Linked DNA regions of Mus musculus: region 2 is linked to region 1. Evidence: chromatin contacts called from public HiChIP or PLAC-seq data. All regions are on one chromosome and are shown on one strand. The core of a region is the stretch at or near the end of the contact, and the rest is flanking DNA. Distances in the headings are between cores, read along the strand shown.

Region 1 (7,009 bases), core at 1,301-3,800:
ACTTAATTGACACTGGAATTTCTGGATCTCTACAACAAAGAAACAATACTGAAATTTCTTAGTCTAGCCAACATGTCCATATCCTTCCACATAACAAGAAAAATAAGCTAGCCACATAATAATATGCACTAACAACTCAGAAGTAAGTGCAAATTCATGTCAGAGGACAGCTTTGGCTTTCCAGTTTGGGCAAAGAAATCTAATTGCTCTTTTTTTTTTTTTTTTTTTTCTTTTTCTTTTTTTTTTTTTTTTTTTGAGACAGGGTTTCTCTGTATAGCCCTGGCTGTCCTGGAACTCACTCTGGAGACCAGGCTGGCCTCAAACTCAGAAATCCACCTGCCTCTGCCTCCCAAGTGCTGGGATTAAAGGCAGGCACCACCACTGCCTGGCTTTTTTTTTTTTTTAAGATGTATTTATTTTATGTATGTGAGTACTGTTACTGTCTTCAGATATACCATTAGAGGGTATCAGATCCTATTACAGATGGTTGTGAGTCACCATGTGGTTGCTGGGAATTGAACTCAGGACCTCTGGAAGAGCAGTGAGTGCTCCTAACCGCTGAGCCATCTCTCCAGGCCCACTTTTTTTTTTCCTGTGAAATCCTTTCAGTAATTCATAATCACAAATATACAGGCATACTATTTTTATAACAATGTTCATGAAATGAAATAAGGTATATCTTTTTGTTTGTTTTGGTCTTAGGATAGCCTTGCATGTAAAGAAATGGCTCAGCAGTTAAAGAGCACCTGATGCTCTTGCAGTGGACCCAGGTTCGGTTCCTAGCATCCACACGCAGCTCACAATCATAACTTCAGTTCCAGGGGATCTGGTGCCCTCCTCTGGCTTTTTTCAGGCAGCAGACACACACACACACCACACACAGTGTGTTTATACACATGCAGGCAAAGCATATCCATCAAATAAAATATAGACTTATACCATAGCCCAGGCTGCAATGGAATTCACTATGTAGACCAAACAGACATCAAATTTGTAGTGTTCCTCCTCCCTCCAAGGTTTATTGTTGCTTGGGTCAGATCCAGGGCTTCATGCATTCAAGGCAAGCACTCTACCATATGAGCTTTAAGGTTTACAGCAGAGTAATATGGGAATTACTGTGTATTAGGATACCATGTCTTCCCAGCACTGGCAGTTTGGTTATGAAGTTATAAAGCCAATCTAGGTAGGTACTCAAATTATGTTACTGGAATGACATCAGGCTGGGCACAATAGTAAACTCCTGGCCTTTAATCTGAGCACTTGGGAGGCAGAGGCAGGCAGATCTCCATGGAAAAAGGAAACAATGATAAGAATTCAAGTCAGCCCTGTCTGTGTACTCGGTAATACCTGATTGAACTGGCATTACTGTCTAAAGGTTCTTGATTGGATTCAGTTTTCTCTGCCAAGAGTTTAAAAACTTCTGAGCTCAACAGGTAGCAGTGGAGAAATATCAAAACCTGAAGACAGAAGCAGACAGAATCAGATGTTGAAGAAATGCTTTTATTGGGGTAAAGAAACACACACATGCAGCAAACGCAGAGAAAAAGCCCCTCCTCGGCAAAGCAGAGGGTAGCTGAAAATAGTCCCTTCTTGAGAATTGGGGGGACGGGTTGTTTTTGATTTTGAAGTCTCTGAAGAGGTTTCCTCCCCTAATTTAGTGTGAGTCACTTTGAAGAATGAGAAAATGGTTGAAAAACTGCCCTGATCTGGCTTTGAACTTTTTGAACCAGGCCATCAGCATGGGAAGGAGAAAAAGCTACAAGGCTTTTTAAATTGCCAGGCTTTTTTTTTTTTGGTCTTGGGTCAGGTGGGTGAGGAAAAGCCAACCATCTTTAAAGTTTTCCACCTTTATTACCCATCCATGGCCCCTCTTCCTATCTGCCCACTGTAGGACTGCCTCCCTGTACTACTACTTTACAAAAAGACAGACAGACAGACCGGATGGATGGATGAACGAATAAACGAACCGAACCAACCAACTAACCAACCGCCTAGAAAGAAGGCTCGGGTATTAAGAGAGCTGCTTTTCTTCTACAGGTCCACAGATTCCAATGTCTTAGCTTCTGGAGACACATTCTGGCCTCCACAGGCGCACGTGCACACACAGATAAAGTACGTAAACAAGCAAACAGTGCAGGGCATTTCTCTAATTTCATTACTTGGGAAGCTAAGTAAGGCAGGGCTGCCTCTAACTCGAAACAGTCTAGGCTACATTGCAGCCCAGAGACTACAACCTGAGACTCTGTGCCAAGCAAACAAAAAGGTTAAACTCCAAACAATGTTGTGACCACGTTACTTTCCTCCAAAACAAAGGACAGGAGTCTACTTTAAAGGGTAGTGCAGTCCTTGTGGCCTTACCTGACTTTATTCGATCAGCAAGTGGAACTCGCCCTTCACGTGCAGGAGAAAAAAAAAAACAAGTACGGTAGGTCTCCTTTTTCGGGAGAGGAAGACTGAGCCCGTGGCTCTAACTACACAGCGTAGTGGGTACGTGAAGGCGGCGAAATTTGGAACCAATGAGACGCGGAACGCGGGGCCGCCCGGACCGAAGGGCTTACGCACCGGCTCCGCCCTCTTTCGAACTGTGTTTTGTTTTGGATGTCCCTCGGTTCCCAAGGCAACTGGGAACGCCGAAGCCCTAACCTGGCGACTCCTCAGGTCAGACCCTATAGACCTGAATGAAGCGCAATTGCACAACTCGTGTGAGCCATGTCTGCGAATTCTGATTTCTAAAACCTCTTGCTGGACTTATGCTGCTAGCACTGTATGCCAAGCATACTGTTAAGAGTATGAACCTGGAGTGGCAAGTAAAGTTTTATGACATTCAGTTGCGGTGTGTCATAATTATAAAGTCACACGTAAGACTGTTTTCAGCCTGTAGGTTCAGGATCTATTATATCCAACTTTCTAATGACTAAATTTTCCACTGGCCCCTCAACTCAAGACTTCAAAATTAACCCATTTCACCTTCATTACCGAAAATCTGCTATGATGTACAAGAAAGAAAAACATCCCAAACTAAGAAAATGGCAAACCATGTTGCTGTATCTAAATTTACAAATTGAAAAATGTTCTTCAGATGCCTGGTCAAAATCTGATTTGGGGCTTGGGGATGTAACTCAGTTATTATGAATGTTTATATAGCATGAGACCCTGGGATCCATCTCTAATTCTAGCACTTAGGAGAGGATGGTTCAAGGTCATACTCAGCAAGTTAGAAGTTAGCCTGGGATAGATGAGACACGGTCTCAAAAGGAAAGGGAAAGGGAAAAAGGGAAAGGGAAAGGGAAAAGGGAGGGAAGGAGAGGAGAAGGGAGGGGAGGGAAGGGAAGGGAAACAAAACCTGGACTCTATCTAGGTGGCTCAATGAGTAGAGGCCCACTGCCAAGCCTAACAACCTGAGTTTCTCAGGACCTACATGGTAGAAGGAAAGAAGAACTGTCCTCTGACTATCACCCCCAACACACACACACACACACACCAGAATACATACATGTAATACAAACTTTAGAAATCTGTATTTAGCGGCCAGAGAAATGCTCAGTGGTTGAACATGTATAGTGCTTGCCTAGGATCTGAGTTCTCTTCTCAGACCCATATAGGGTGGTTCACAATTCCTGTGATCCCAGCTCCAGGAGATCTGATATCTCTGGCCTACTTGGGTACTTCGTACTCATGTACGAAGACATACCCAGACACACATAATTAAAAATGAAAAATTTAAAGTTCCAGATGTAGTGACATGTGCTTCAAATCCCAGAATTTAGCCAGTATAGGTAGGTGAAGCTCTGTAAGATAAGGGCCAACCTGATCTACATAGCAAGTCCCAGACCTAGTGAGATCCTATCTCAAAAATGGGGGGTTGGGAGGGTTGGAGGAATTTTTAAAAATCGGAGACTGGCAGTGGTGGCATATGCCTTTAACCCCTCAGGAGGCAGAGGCAGGTAGATCTCTGTGAGTTCAAAGTCAGCCTGGTCTATAGTGCCAGTTCCAGAACAGTCAAGGCTAGACCAAGAAACCTTGCCTTAGACAGACAGACAGACAGACAGACAGATAGATAGATAGATAGATGATAGATAGATCTGTACTTATAACTTACCCTCTCATCCTGTCCTTTCATGATAGATATATAGTTCTACCAGAGCTAAACCTTTAGTCCAGGGCCCTGTGCTTTCCTTTTAATGATTTCCCAGCTGTTCATAACTAAAATCTCTAAGAGCCTGTAAGGAGAACACCACCATTATACCAAGTAACAGCCCCAAATGTATTATCCTTTGCCTCGAATGAATGGTATGCTCCTTTCTGATAATGGGAGGACTGTTGCATTGACCAATCATATTTTGACACAAGGGATTAAATGAGGAGGTTAACACTGATGACTAGGCCTTATCCAGGTCACCTGATTTCAGGGTCATTGAGTCAGCCTTTGCAGCCAGGTCACCTCCTGGACTCTGACCTGAAATTTAGGGTGACAGAGGAATAAAGAAGTGGGCAAGCAGCATGTAGTCAATTAAGTCAAGACAGGCAGCACACTTATGACTTGTGTGCCTCAGTTTAGATAACAGGATAGCAGCATCTTCCCTTCTTAACATTCTTTACTGGTTAACAGACAAACATGAAACATCTGAATAAGGACAGGAGTTGGGACCTGGGGCCTGGAAACAGAAACTCAATTTTGATCCTGCCAGCAAGGTGGAACGTCTTCCTGCGATGAAAACTCAGCAGCAAGTATCAGAGATTGTGTTGGTTTGACTATGCTTGGCTCAGGAAGTGGCACTATTAGGAGGTGTGACCTTGTTGAAGGAAGTATGTCACTGTGGGGCTGGGCTTTGAGACTCTCCTTCTAGCTGCCTGAAAAACAGTTCTCTGCTGGTTATCAAACTTTTAGTCAGAACTCTCAGTTCCTCCTCCAGCACCATGACTGCCTGCCTGTTGTCATGCTTCTTGCCATGACTAAACTGTAAGCCAGCCCCGGTTAAATGGTGTCCCTTATAAGAGTTACCTTGGTCATGGTGTCTCTTTATAGCCATGGAAACCTTAAGACAGAGGCTGAAAACATTCTAGGCCTAGATAAGATTGTACAGAGAGGCTAGAAGCTTCCAGGACTAGGCCTACATTAGCAGACAGTTAATAAGCCCCGGAGATGACGATTACATAAGAAGAAAAAAAGTTACACAAGCACACAAAAGCCACTTACAATTACACAAGTTGTTGTGGGGGAGATCATATAGCCCTCAGTCTGGCCCAAAGGGAAGACTATGGAGGAGCGTAGTCCAGCTGCTGACTGGTTCATAATGAGTAGCTTTCAGTCTATCTTTTTGTCAAAAAGACCAGACTAAGCCTGCAGCTGCCAAAACAAGATTAGCAGTTTGACCCGTCCAGCAGGTCCAGTTATTCTAGGGTCTTGAGGGGACCTTCTCCTAAGAACCAAATTGGGGGGTAGAGAGAGATGAGAACCTTGTGTAGAGAACGACAGGGAAACATTCTGAGTAACAGGGAAGTACTTCTCAGCAGGAGAAATGGGGCAGCGGAAATGTACCTCAGCAGGAGGGATGGGGCAGCAGAAATTTTTCTTTTGGCAGTATCAGGGTACATCTTGAGGTCAGGACATCCAGCACTGACTTAGGGCTGGAACAATCTGTGGTTGTTCTCGGAGCGGTGCGTAGGTGGCCCGCTTTTGACCCCCTTTTCTTCTTGGGAGGAGAGGCCCAATTCAGAGATCAGGACAATTGTGTTGTCTTAATAGCTCCCAACAGCAGTTCCCAGAAAAATTCCCTTACCCTGCCCCACACTGAATTCTGAGAAAAACCACAAACTGTCCTGACATTGTCACTACAATTACCCGTGATGTTAATAGCTGTGACATTAATAGCTGTGGCATTACTAGCCGACCCATAAGTTCAAAAGGTACTGCTGCTTTGCTGGCCAATCATAATAACCCACCATAAGAGCAGGCAGAGTGAGTCACTAGGCCAAAGGTCACTGACTAAATAACTCAATCTTGTCCTTCTGGTTCTGGTTGCTTCCTTTGCCCTTTGTCTGGAGTCATCTAGACCCCATGAACAGCAGGACTGATTGATAAACATCTTTATAAGCTGAGATTCAAACTATCCCCAAGCAACATGAGCCTTCGGGAGCCTGCTATATCCATGTGGGGACAATTATCCATGATTGTGAGGCATTACCCTACAGCAGAATTAATCATCTCAGGAGAACCAGCTTGTTCCCTCAAGAGTTGACTGAGACAGTGATCAGCTAGAACACACCTTCATCATGAATGCTTAATTGTGCATGCCTCTTGTCCCCTGATTCAATTATTTCTCTACCAAACTATGCCTCCTATTGGTATCTAACTTGGGGGCATGTGGAGTCACATCTTGTTCTCCAAGTCAGGTCCAGGTACCCATCCTCAATAAGTCAATTTAAAAAGGCAAATTAAAAGTATAAAGCAGAGAAGGTAGAAAGCAGTGTGGCTATATTAAGAAGAAATACAAAGAGATCTAGCAAACCCTGACCCCCTCCCCGAGAGTCCTGAAATAAGACCAAAGTTTAGAGGATCAGCATTATGTACATCATTATCTGGGTTTGAGTACCATCCTGTAAAGTGCTCTGGTGAGTTCTTAGAACTGTGTGAAATCTCTTTTCAGGGGGATAGATTATCTCTCTGGCTGGGAACTTCCCTTCTCCCAGCATTAGAATGCTTAGAAATTCCCATGTCTTTTGGGTCTATTGTTTCAGTAGTGTGATGATTGAGAGACACACTGTCTCTCTAGAATATCTTCTTTCAGGCAGGTCAGTGGTTACTGAATGAAAAAAAGAAAAATAAAATGGAAAGATTGTAGCTGTCCAGCAAAACTGGGTTTACCTGAAAGGGGGTAGGGTGGGGGGCTGGAAATGAAAAGGACAGGGTGGGAGAGAAGGATGAAGCCAAGACAAGGTTCTGATCAAGGCTCAAAGTTTAACTCTGCAGCTCCAGCTTATAAAGGGAAAAACCACAAAACCCATCCTT
Region 2 (7,009 bases), core at 2,515-5,014, 310 kb before region 1:
CATTTCTTCAAATGATAAAAGTATTCCCAGGTTCATTTTTGGTTCTACTTGTTCTAACTTCTGAGGAAACATGGTTTGAAAGTATCTTTATTCTTACTCTCCCCTCTAAAACTATAGCAACATTGATAAAGAAAACTTCAATGCCAACAAGAGTATAAATATCAATCACAACAGTTCAAAAGTCAAGACAGAGAGTAACCTGAGAAAGTAAAGTAACTTACATAATTATACTATTCTAAGATTAATTGAAATATTATAAACTCACTATTGAAAGAAAATAAAACTGTAATTCATGTAATGTATGTCAAATAGCCCAAAGAGTTGTTTGTGAGCTTTGAAACCTGGGGCTGAGAACATAGCAGAACAGACCAGGACATGCCCGGGCAGGCCCATCGCCTCCCTAGCTCCCACCCCTCTGACCTAAGTTAAATGTTACAGGCTGCTGATGTTTAAATGGACCAATCATGTGAAACCGTGCCAATTCCTCCCCCAGCCCCACTCCTTTTCTATAAAAACCCCTAGCTTCCAAGCCTCGTGGTCGAATCCACTGTCTCCTGTTGTGTGAGATACGTTTCGACCCGGAGCTCCGCCATTAAAAAACCTCTTGTTGTTACATCAAGGTGTTGTGTTCTATTCGTGATTCTTGGGTGCACACCGAATCGGGAGCTGAGTGGGGGTTTCCCCACTGAGTTCTTTCACTATCAATTAATGTTTGCTTTTGTTATTGATAAAATGTTTATAAATGGGTAATCTTGGAATGATGAATAACTACCTAAAGAAAAAGGGTAGACTCTATTTCAGACTCTTCCAGAAAGCTGGAATTCCAGAACTAGAATAACTTGCCTAGAAAATCCTCTGTTGAAGACATGAAAACAGCCAAGGAATAGCATTTTTAAAAATCTGACAAAGTAAAAACACGAAGCCAGAAGTCACAAGACATAATTCTAAGCAGGTTGTATACCTGGTACCTGTATAGATAGCAGGCTGCATGTAGCTGAGATTCCTTAGAGGCCTAAGAAAAGAAGACATCAATCATGAACCTGGCAGAAAAACAGAATCAGGAAAAAGGCCTTATGTATGTGACTGCAAGGACTAGTAAGGGGATTCACTTAGTTTATGGAGGGGAGCAATAAAGACAAACACTGGAGTTTCAGAGATAGAAGTCTGTATACGTAATGGGCTCTGCCACTTTATAAAAGGCATGAATGAGCAAATGAGAATCAAGTCTGGACTGGGGCTGTGATTATGCACGTCTCTGCTTCTTTACCCAGTGTAAAAAGAAGTCCTCCACTTTAAATGCTCTTTAGAACCAGGAGTGGAGGGACACACCTGTTACCTCAACACTCAGGAAGCTGAGGCAGAAAGATAAAGAGCTAAGAGCAACCTAGGCTACAAAGTGAGAGTGTCTCCAAAACAAGAGTAAAATAAATACTCTCCATCCTATTCCAGGGATATTAATTACCTCACCCAATATACAATTACCACAATCTTTTAACTAATAGTATGATCACTATGAAAAATATTTAATCATCCCAATTTTAGTAAAATTAACACACTGGGAAATAAGGAAGCAAAAATTTATATTCTTGCCAGGTGGTGGTGGTGCACGCCTTTAATCCCAGCACTCGGGAGGCAAAGGCAGGCAGAGTTCTTAGTTCAAGGCCAGCCTGGTCTACAGAGTGAGTTCCAGGACAGCCAGGGCTGCGCAGAGAAACCCTGTCTCGAAAAAACCAAAAAAAAAGAAAAAAAAAAGAAAAAAAATATATTCTTTAAATATTCAACCTATCACATTATCAGACTTTAAGTACTGGGTAGGAAGAAAAACAATTTACTTCAAAATGTATACTATCTATTTTAAGAGGGAATCACTAATTTTCTGTCAGTTTTAACTTTAGTTAATACTGAATCATAAATATATCAATAACACAAAGCTTTTACTTTGTAATGTGAAATTCATCTAGAAATTGATTTCGCAATGTATTTAAAATATGAATAAGATCTTGGAATTGTTTCTGGCAAAAGCAGCATCCAGGCTTGGTACAAAACACAAAGACATGCAGATGTCTTCTTGGTTCCCTGCAGGCTTCACAGCAGACCAGGCGAAAAAGATTCACAGAAAAGACAAGAATGAAACTTAGTCCAATTTTGTTGTAATCAGCACTTCTAGAGACTGGCTCAGATCATTTTCCTTTAGCCATATTTAAGCACAGCACAATTTTGAAAAAGGGGTTTTCTGATAATAATGAACTCAATCCCACGTACACAATTTAAAACATGTTTACATTGAGATTCTGTACAAAGTGTATCTGGCTTCTTTCACAAAATGGGTACTATTTACTCAAAGATAATGCCCAAGATTTAGGCTCTAGGGAGCTTAACTGTGATAAATGTAATGCCTGTGAGTGTTAAGATTGCCCAGGACCTAAGATAACATAAAAGTCATTTAGGCTGTTGTAAAGTACAAGTGATATCACTCAGAAGGATGGTTTTATGGCCTAGAAGCAATGCTCAGGACTTAAGGATGGTTTTATGGCCTAGAAGCAATGCTCAGGACTTAGGTGGAAAGGATCTAGGATAAGTAAAAACACATTCTGGGAAATACAGGCAGAGTCTATCTCATCAGACAACAAAGGATCACTGGGTTGTAAAACTATATCATTCCTAGATATTCCAAGAAGAGCAGCTACACACCTCATTTCATTGAAGAGATAAGCTGTGTGTTTAATCAATATCTGTGTGCACAAGGCCTTTTTAACCCTCTACAGAAAACTTTACACAGAAAACTGCTAAGCAAAGTGTCTTCTTTGTGGGGAATGAGCCCTTTAAAAAAGGTATATCCTTTCAGATTTATTTATGTTTCGGTGACCTTTACAAAACTATGAAAACACAATGTTCTTTTTAGTTAATATTGTATATTTTCCATATGTTTCCTACTTTACACGGAGAAAAAAAAAAGTCAGGTGTGGTGGTGTAGGCCTTTAATCTCAGCACTCAGGAGGCAGAAGCAGATGGATCTTTGTGAGTTCATAATCAGCCTGGTTTATATATCGAGTCCCATATCAACAAGGGCTACATAATGATACGCTGTCTAAGAGAAAGGTGGAAAGGGAAAAGAAAATAAAAGGAGCTCCCCTCTGTTAAAAGAGGTAGTGAGGGGAGAGATAGCTAATGCTAGAGAAATTTAAAAGGGCATACTGAATCCTATTATTAAAGAACTTAATTTGAGTTACCTTACAAAGAGTATAATGCTCGGAGCTTATGTTGCAAAATAAAGCCCAGTGGCAGATGTAGGCTATTTTCCCTCAAGTAGTTGATACCAAAGACCCCAAAATAATACAGGCTATTTCTTTTCCCAACAGAACTTTGAGGCCCTATTGGTGAAGGCACCACATCAAGTTGTTATTGACCTCAAAGCTTCCTTCTGCCGGCTAGCTTTTATAGTACCAGAAAGTGCTCTGCATGCTACTAGTTGAAAAAAGTTATCAATATTCTTGCCCAGGTATGAACTGTGTGAGACAGAATAACAACCAGAGTGGAAAAATTAGGGGGAGGACTGGTTGAGAAATGTGATAAAAAAATACATTGTATACAAGTTTGATATTTTCAAAAAAATAAAAATATTTTTTAAAACTGGCTGGGCAGTGTTGTGTATAGCCCTGGGGCTAATTATATTTGATGTTAATTCCCTTCTCCTGTGAGGGGTTGTGAACAAGGAATGAGTCAGCACTTAGGTAATTCCCTGTAAACCTGCTTCCCACCTTAATTTGTAAAATAAAGGAGAGCTGATGATTGGGCAGATAAAAGGAAAAGTGGAACAGATGGTGGGAGAGAGAAGAAGGAGAAAATGGAAAAGGGAGAGGATGCAGAGGAGGAAGATGAAGAAAAGCAGAGCAGAAACACATGGCTTGGAGAAACTGCAAGTTCTAAGGGGTCTCATAAGCGTGGAAGATGGTAGTATAGCAGTAGATCTGCCCAATCTAGGCGCACAGTATGTAATCAAATTAACTGTGTTGTGTTTTCATTGCCTGGGCATATTTGGGAGGAGATATACTGCAACAGGGCAGTGGTGGTGCATGCTTTTAATCCCAGCACTTGGGAGGCAGAGGCAGGCGGATTTCTGAGTTCGAGGACAGTCTGGTCTACAGAGTGAGTTCCAGGACAGCCAGGGCTACACAGAGGAACCCTGTCTTGAAACAAACAAACAAACAAACAAACAAACAAAAACAAAACTAATAAATTTTGAGAGTTAGAGGTAAGTTAGAAAAAATAAAATATGATATATGAAAATATGTAATGGGGGTCAAATGTAATAAGCTCTCAGATCTTAATAGGCCTACGCAGGCCAACTCTATGATGGAAATACGATTCAGGCCATAAAACTTTAAGCATTTTCCTTAAAACTGTAGCTTAGCCCTAGTAACAATCATGGTCATGTCTGTTTAGCTGACACAGGGTTAGCAAGAACTGAAGTCCAATAGAAGAAACTCTGACCAGGGCTTTTTTTTTTTTTTCTGTTCTTGTACATTCATGCCCTCTCACCGTAATGTTGTGCTGTGTCTCTCTCATCACTGCCACATGCAATTTGACCTCTGTATACTATGAATGGGTGAATTCAGTGGGTTCTGAAGGGACTACTATCCTCAACTATCCTTCCATCTAATTAAAGCAATGATCAAAGTTCGTAAAATTACAGCTACCCCAAGAAAAGTACAGTTTATTTGAAGAGATGTAACTGTGCTTTTTTTTACTGGTAGAAATAACTTCTCATTTCTCCTTTATGGTTATAAAACAAAACAGTCTATAATCACAAAATCATATGAATATAAAATAATCCAGCTTGAGATAAAAAGACTTGCTAGCTAATTTTCAGTTAAAACACATTCTAAACATGTATATAGTGTTATCTTTAACAACTTCAAATACTTTCATTTGATTTGTTTTTATGCTGTTTCCAAATATTTCATCATTATAAATCTTTTCTTTTTTTAAAGATTTATTTACTTATTATATATAAGTACACTGTAGCTGTCCTCAGACACACCAGAAGAGGGCATCAGATCCCATTACAGATGGTTGTGAGCCACCATGTGGTTGCTGGGAATTGAATTCAGGAGCTCTGGAAGAACAGACAGTGCTCTTAACCGCTGAGCCATCTCTCCAGCCCTATAAATCTTTTCAATAACTATTGTTCTATGCAAATATCTATAATCAGTTAATGTATTGCTTCCTTTTAAAAAAATTCACCTCTTCTGTGTCTCCTTAATCAGTTCCATGACACCAAACAGAAATACAGTATTTCAAATGGTCATCTTAGAGAAGGGATATAGCTTAATGACAGAAAGTTTGTCCAATTTCATGTAATAAATGCAGTAAAGTAAAAGGTTAGAAAAATGTATTTTATTATATTAATAACATATAGAAATAAAACTCTTCAGTCCTATTGACATAAAAATACAAAATGCTTAATATGTTATATATAACATGTTTTGTATATATTAGTATACATTATATATCAAGCACTTTGTATATACATTAAGCATTATATATATAATAATATATAGTAATATATATGTTCTACATTTTAAAAACGCATAAAACTCATTAAAAAAAAAAGACCCAACATGGTGGTGCATGCCATTAATCTGACAGAGCAGGTAAACAGATATATGTGAGTTCAAGGCCAGCCTGATCTACATAGTGAGTTCTAGACCAGCTGGAAATACATAGAAAACAGGAAAGAAGGAAAGAGAAAGAAAGAAAGAGAGAGAGAGAGAGAGAGAGAGAGAGAGAAAGAAAGAAAAGGAAAAACGGGATTTGATAAGTGAAAGTAAATTCTACATTTTTGAATCAGATTTTATTTCATTTAGACTTTCAATAACATGATTTATAATTTCACATATCAAAAACAAAAATCTGGGGACTAGAGAGATGACTCAAAGGTTAAGAGCATCTCTTGAAAAGAACCTGTGTTTGATTCCCAGCACCCATATGGTGGCTCATAAGTGTCTATAACTCCAGTCCCAAGATATCCAATTCCCTCTCTGACTTCAGCAGGCACCGGGAATACATGTGGTGCACATATATATATGCAGGCAAAACACTCATAAAATAATAATTAAAAAATTTTAAAACAAAATTTTGAAAATAACTAGATAATTATATTTAAAACAAGAAAAATAAAATCTTTGCTATTTTAAAATTTTCTATCAGAATCATTGTTAAATATGATACTCTACAATAAATAAATCAGTGGAGCAGAAAAAAAAATCTAGGGAAAGATGTGAATAGATAGACATGGTAAGTCATCAGATTTCAAATGGTAGGATACTTTTATGATATAATTGGTTATTAAATTAGAAGAAAATAAACCATAATTTCAGAAAATAAACCATAATTTACAGTAAATTTAACTAGCAAATACAATTCAAGAGTTTACATTTAATTTAGTTCCTGTCATAAAATAGATTGGAGATAAAAAATTAAATTCACTTGTACATTTTATTTTAAAATATTTAAAAATTTAAAGGTATAAAAAAATTTAAAGGTATAGAAAGCAAAGATATTTTCAAGACAAACAAAGGGATAATGATCTCTTGGTATTGAGATAATTTGTGAAATAAATAATTCCTGAAGAATCACATCCACTTATCCAATCAATATTTATTTCAAGTAATGTAAAACTATGCAAGTTCTTAGGAAATTTTAGGTAAATTTATCTGGTAATGATCTATATTTAAATAACTTTTCTATGAGGAAAACTACAGTGAAGTCCATAACAAAGAACTTCTGTGAAGTCATAGGGGAAACAAAGAACAACCAAAAGAAAAGAAATGTGATGATGCATTTTTATTTATGCCATAAACAAGATTAAAATATGTTCAGAATGTGAAGGCTCTGTGGGAATAAGTACACTAGACTTCTGTTTTCTGTTTTCATATGAAAATAGTCTCTGGAAGTTTTGGTTAAGACTTGTGGAATAAACAGTTCCTGAAAATTTTACATTCATTTA

What was found. HiChIP or PLAC-seq counts read pairs in DNA pulled down with a chosen protein or histone mark.
Region 2: a contact with region 1 is called in an H3K27ac HiChIP or PLAC-seq map of embryonic stem cells, with 9 times the contacts expected there. The contact joins the enhancer-like site here to the promoter of Etfbkmt in region 1. A contact is called at or near these places in 4 of 39 promoter capture datasets (the 3T3-L1 cell line, the C10 cell line, embryonic stem cells and 1 more), 1 of 15 datasets of contacts at CTCF or cohesin (large pre-B cells), 11 of 484 Hi-C or Micro-C datasets (the AML12 cell line, CD4 T cells, the G1E-ER4 cell line and 6 more), 17 of 115 datasets of contacts at active chromatin or transcription factors (the 230-238 cell line, the SCID.adh cell line, bone marrow-derived macrophages and 5 more) and 4 of 9 other capture datasets (adipose tissue, embryonic stem cells, liver and 1 more).

Annotation. Positions count from the first base shown.
Region 1 is chr6:149,137,054-149,144,062 of GRCm38.p6, reverse strand. Etfbkmt (electron transfer flavoprotein beta subunit lysine methyltransferase) reads right to left here and starts at 2,550. Exons shown (of 5, transcript NM_001252095.1): 1 at 2,359-2,550; 2 at 1,348-1,457; 3 at 1-29.
Region 2 is chr6:149,453,021-149,460,029 of GRCm38.p6, reverse strand. All of the region lies in intron 1 of Bicd1 (BICD cargo adaptor 1), which reads right to left. Among named protein-coding and RNA genes, the nearest start is that of Bicd1, 48 kb to the right of the region's middle. Within about 2 kb of position 3,764, at least 12 of the 459 cell types and tissues checked have an H3K27ac peak or open chromatin away from gene starts, as enhancers often do. A contact at or near this core is called in embryonic stem cells, where this site is marked.